Linked DNA regions of Canis lupus: region 1 is linked to region 2. The links are chromatin contacts, called in public Hi-C maps. All regions are on one chromosome and are shown on one strand. The core of a region is the stretch at or near the end of the contact, and the rest is flanking DNA. Distances in the headings are between cores, read along the strand shown.

Region 1 (2,700 bases), core at 192-2,691, 230 kb after region 2:
CAGACATGTGAATAGATTCCGGAGGCAGAGGGGCAACCTCACCTCCTGTGGAAAAACGAGGTTTATGCCCATTTGCACATGCACTGCAAAATTGCACTACTCCATACAAATGTGCGCATTGGCTTTTTCCCTTGAACCACTTGTAACATCTGCTTGGTTCCTTCATTTAATGAAGGGGCTAAACAAATTCTTTAATTCATGTGCATTTTGTATCTGTATATGAGGTATGATTTTGTTTTTAAAAAAATTACCCTTTAACAGTTTAACTGGAAGACTGTCACTGATGACTCCAGGATAACACGAGGAAATAAACACAGATAGTAACTCAGTAATCTGGAGGGAGGGGGATTTCCATCCTGTTTGGTTCTTAGTTGCCTGTTGCATGGCAGATGCCATTTTTCCCTGCCTAGGTGGGCATCAAGAATGTTTCAACCCTTTAAAGTCCAAACTTAGAGGATGTGGCCGAGAGAGAGTAAAAAATCACTTCTCTGTTCTAAAGCTCACTTCCAATTTCCTCTTCTCACCGGAGGGCTTGCTTCCCTCCAGCGATGTCACCAAGATGACCCAGAGCCTCTCCCAGAAGGCTCAGAGGGTGCTGGCCTGTGGTTTCTACTGGAAAAATACCCCAGAGTATAGTCAGCCTGACATTCACACAGAAGAGCTGTATATACAGGAATAATAGTTTTAAACTGCTTACAAGAGTGACTATATAAGTACCATGTGAGTATTTGCTAAATAACCCTCCCTCCCACATAGATACTTGAAAAAAAAAATCTCCAAACTCTGCTGATTTCTGTTATTTCTGTTCTGCTTCTTGAGATCCCAATGGGGGAATGTGAATGGTCAGGGCTGTTAGGAAATTCCCAGGTTTCTGTTTAGGAACAGTCTCAAAAAGAACTTTAACTCCCAGTAAGATGATCCTGCTCTTTGTGCAGGCAATTTAACAAACAGGTGAATAAATCATTACCTAGTCCATAAAACCCCAAAACTTTGCAGTCTGGAAGAAACCTCGATGCTTTGTTTTCACTGGGTGGAAGTGGTGACCTGGCCTGGGGGTAAGGATCACTCTTATTTTGCTGGCCCTCTTCGGGGCTGGGGCGGGGTCATAGCACAGGACAGAGAGGAAATAATATGGAGCATGTGGGAGTCATCAGGCTTTATAATATTTGTGACCCTAGCACAATACTCATGAGGTCCTAAAAATGAGATATTTTAATGGCAGATTTTCTTGTTTCTTTTGTGTGTAAGAAAACACATTGGTGAACATGGTATTTCAAGTGACCATACCTTGCTTTCACTTTCATTGGATAGAATTTCCAGGGCTTCCAGGTGTGACAAACCTTGATACTCATCAAACAGCATCCCATAGTGTGCAGTCCTCTCAGCCGTGAGCTGCTGGGCCAGTCTCTGTTTCTCTTTCTCTTTGGCTTCCCTTAACATCTGCAGAAATACACACAATGTTTGTGCACTAGATCGTGCTCGTAATGAGCGCTTACTCATTTCCTGTGTAAGACGTAGGAGGAGATGAGGGCTGGCTTTGTATTTGTGAAGAGTAGGTTTTAGTCGCTTGGGAATTTCTAACAAAATGACTCTTTCATTGACTCTACCGACAATTTTTACATAATATTCCACTTCAAATTTTACATGTTCATTATGTATGCAACAAAACAAAGCAAAAATTCTCTGCCTGGGAACAGGATTGGAAAGAAGCAACACAGAAGCTGAGCGAACAATGCTTTCCGCCAAAGTGTTTTCCATGTGTGTGATTTTCTTATCTTCTAAAATACCCAAATTTTCCATAATGAGCAAATTGATGTGCACCGGGAAAGTCTCATCTATTGTGACAGGGTTCATTGCAACTTCTGCACCCAGGACGACCTCAGAGCAGCCACATGCTGGTCTGCTTTGATCTGAGTTAACATTATTTTGAAAATTTTATGTGCGTGGTTATTAACCATCTTTGATGAAAAAAATTAATAAAATATAAACTCATCATGCATTCCTCATCAGGTACTGAGTATAAACAAGAATAGGAGCTTATCAGTTCTTGAGAAGGATGACTGTGAACGGCATCCCTCTCCATGCTGATCAAAATTTTTCTCCAGTTTTCTTTTTTGTTGATGACATAAAGAGAACAAAATGAACACGAGTCCCTCAGTCAATCCCAATTTCCTGCCTTTGCTTTCTGTGATTCTAAGCATCTTTTATTTGGTTCCTCATTAAGTTTACTGGGCATTGTGTTTATAGGGTTCTTTAGTATCTAAGGAGAACGCCATAAACACAGTGGCCGCCACAAGTTCACAAGGGAAAGATCAATGGGAGAACAGACTGTGGTTTTTACTGTGGGTCAATAAAACAATCAAGCTCCTTCTCCTTTTGGGTTCCTGAGGCTGGTAGCCAAAAACTCCCTGGGCTGCAGAAAGAATTCTCCCCTCTGTCGGTCTTTAAGACTAAATACGCACAAGCTCTGAATTTTAAAGTTTTCAAAACAACCTCGTCAAATTACCACTGGGGTTTTTTAACACTTAGCAATAAAACCCCACTGTTCCCACTGATCTTTCTGGCTCCGCGATGGTGGTAAAAACGAGACAACTGGACACTGAAATCGCTTCCTTTCCCTATGACAACTCCCATCTCTAAACCTGGGCTTTGGGACTGAGGGGAAGGGATGAAGCGAAGGGGGAAGAAAGGTCGCTCTGC
Region 2 (2,722 bases), core at 53-2,552:
TATTGGAAACAGAAGTGTATTATAATTACAAGTCCATCCACGTTTCGTGGAGCTTGAAAACACCTTGGGAAAAAAAGGTGTGACCTTTGTGACCAAGTGACCCTGGAACCCCTTCCTGCAAGTGAGGGATCCTTAAACTTCAATTTGACTAGCTTCCGGGTAGACCTCTTCTGGCTGTGATCGTACATCTTAGTTTTCTTCATATACAGTATAGTGCTCCATATACAGTAGACTGAAAAAGCGCTAGCTTCAACACCAGAAAACCAAGGTCTGAATTGTACTTTTTAACTTATGATCAGCTGTAGGGCTTAAAACAAGTCGCTTAAGTTGCCTCAAGCACAAAATTTTCAGTTGCGAACCAAGAGGAATGCCTCCTCCGTGCTGACAACTTCAGAAATCGTGAAAGGCTTTAGAAATGTGAAGTTATGATCGATTACCAGCCTGTCAATTCCAATTTCCACGCTAAGAGCCACAAGGAATCTTCAATTTAAAATTGAACTATCCATTTCTTTGCCAGATCGGGGCGGAGGGCTAAGGCAGTGGTAAAGCAGGGGGGCGAGGGCGCTGTAGCCCAGGGGCCGGGGATGGGGTTCGCCCGAAGCCCAAGCGCAGGAACTGTGCGTGCAGAGGATGATGCTCTCCAGCAGGACCCGCGTGTGCAGGCGCAGATTTCCCCGCGAATTACATCCACGAGCCACTGCGTGATTTGTACATTAGTCACCGGCGATACACTCTGACATTCTTCTTTCGGAAGCTCTTCACTCTTTTTAAACGCTGAGCGGTTGCGCGGCTTGCCAGGGGTTCAGCTGCTTGCGGGGGCCGAGCTTCCCAGCATACCGGTCTCCCCGCCGTGGGTAGTTCGGGGTCTTTTCCGACCCGGTCTGCTCCTTTCGGGCCGTGCCCGGGTTCCCTCCGCCCGCCCCGCTTCAACTCCGTTCGCGGTCCCAGAAATGAGGCCTCCCCTCTCCGCGTTCCCCTCCTCCTTCCTTCAACTTCGCCCCCCCCCCCCCGCCCCAGGTCACCCAGCTCTCTTCGCCATTCCTAGCCCCCCTCGGGAGGAGGGAGGGGGACACAGGCCCCCTCTCCTCAATGTGACGCTCAGCGGGCCCAGCGCCTGTGGTCGCGTTTCCCCGCCGCGCCGGCCCCGGGGTTTGTAAGTTATTTACCTTCATCTCAAGGCTAGAGCGGCCGCGCGATCCGGAAAGTGCGCAGGCGCGGAGAGTCAGCTCCAGGAGGGCTAACGCGTTCCCGTCACCCAGGAGACCGCGCGAGCAGTGACCAATCATGGAGCTCTACCCGGGGGGGCGGAGCCTCGTGGGGCCTCCGCAGGGGCGGACGGGAGGCGTGGACTGGAGTCACGTGACACGCGCGGAGGCGGGCCCCAAATGGTTGTGCGTCAGGAGCTCCGGCCCACCCTCCCTTCCTTCTTGGGCTCTGATTGGACGAGGCCGGGGACGCCCTTAGGACGTCCTGCGTCAACTTCTGCTCCCGGTGCCGAAGTTGTCGATGGCGGCGGGCGGGGGCGCCCGGATTCCAGGCAACGAAAAGGCCCTGAATGTTGCAAGAACCGAGAACGGGGATTTGCTCTTGGGCCAGATACTCGTGCAGAGTACGCGCAGGGAGGACTTGGGCGGGCCTGCGCGTCATCTCTCTCTCTCCTTTCCTTCCCAGGCTTCTGGGCTAGAAGACACAGGATGTGAGAAGTAGTCTTTTTCAAGGCGTTAATAGGCCAACTAAATTGGGCAAGAAAAATGAGCACTGATTGCTTCTCTGTTTAGACTTCGGACCTGGCAGCTTTTCCCCAAATATTATGCCCTGCCATAGATTTGTGCTTCGTTCGTTATGAAAGTACTTCTTTTGCCCAAGTGCCCACCCTTTTTTCTTATCAGCATTAGGTAGGAATCGTATTTGCTTCAAGAAAATGGTTTCAAGGAACTAATGATGGATGTTACCGTTCTTAAGGAGGATACTGTTCCCTTGGCGTCGGGTTTTGTTTAGTTAGTTTAGTTTCAGGTGCAAGACCTGCCCATTATTATTATTATTATTTTTAAGACCTGCCCATTAAAATGAAAATATCATTACTAGGGGATTGAGTGAAAGAGAAAAAGGTTAGAGAAGTAGAAATTCAGAAATTGGCCATCCACTATTTAAAGGAGTGAATGGGACTTTCTAGCTTTAGGGAATGTAAGGGAGACAAAATTTTACCCTCTTAGGGTTTTTCAGCTCGGCCTGAGAATTAGACTAACCTAAGACAGATTAAGGAAGAAAAGCCTACAAATACGTGTTCCTTTTCCTAAGGAAAAGACCCAAAGAAATGACACCTGCGTGCATGCATGCTTTTATATTTGGCTGAACAAAGAGACGCGACTGTGGGAAAGCAACTATAAACTATGGTGAGGAGAAAAAAAAATAATTATGTCAATAAGTTCCGTTTGTATAGACTCTTCAATTTCAGCGTCTCCTTGATGGTAAGAATGCCATTTCTTATGGTACAGGGAGGGTATCTTTCACATGGGAGTTTTTAATCCCCGTTTTCAGGAAGAAAAGAAGATTAGTCTTTTGCATCTGCTATTTTTTAGGTACCGTTAGCTCAAAATAATCCTTATGTCAAAGTAGCTTATTTTGGAGTGGGATATTTTGCCACTCTTCAAGGGAAGTCTACAGAACAGAGATAAAATTAGGCCAGAAAAATGAAAATCAGGAGAGTGCAGACTTTGCCCTG

Evidence for each region. A called contact is a pair of places that touch in the nucleus more often than the background predicts.
Region 1: a contact with region 2 is called in a Hi-C map of blood, with 5 times the contacts expected there. The contact joins the enhancer-like site here to the promoter of WDR19 in region 2. A contact is called at or near these places in 3 of 9 Hi-C or Micro-C datasets (amygdala and blood).

What each region holds. Positions count from the first base shown.
Region 1 is chr3:74,024,195-74,026,894 of UU_Cfam_GSD_1.0, forward strand. FAM114A1 (protein NOXP20) reads right to left here. Exons shown (of 14, transcript XM_038533481.1): 7 at 1,288-1,440. Among named protein-coding and RNA genes, the nearest start is that of MIR574, 42 kb to the right of the region's middle. Within about 2 kb of position 1,442, at least 10 of the 20 cell types and tissues checked have an H3K27ac peak or open chromatin away from gene starts, as enhancers often do. A contact at or near this core is called in blood, where this site is marked.
Region 2 is chr3:73,798,945-73,801,666 of UU_Cfam_GSD_1.0, forward strand. WDR19 (WD repeat-containing protein 19) reads right to left here and starts at 1,303. Exons shown (of 37, transcript XM_038533468.1): 1 at 1,167-1,303. The coding sequence starts at 1,286.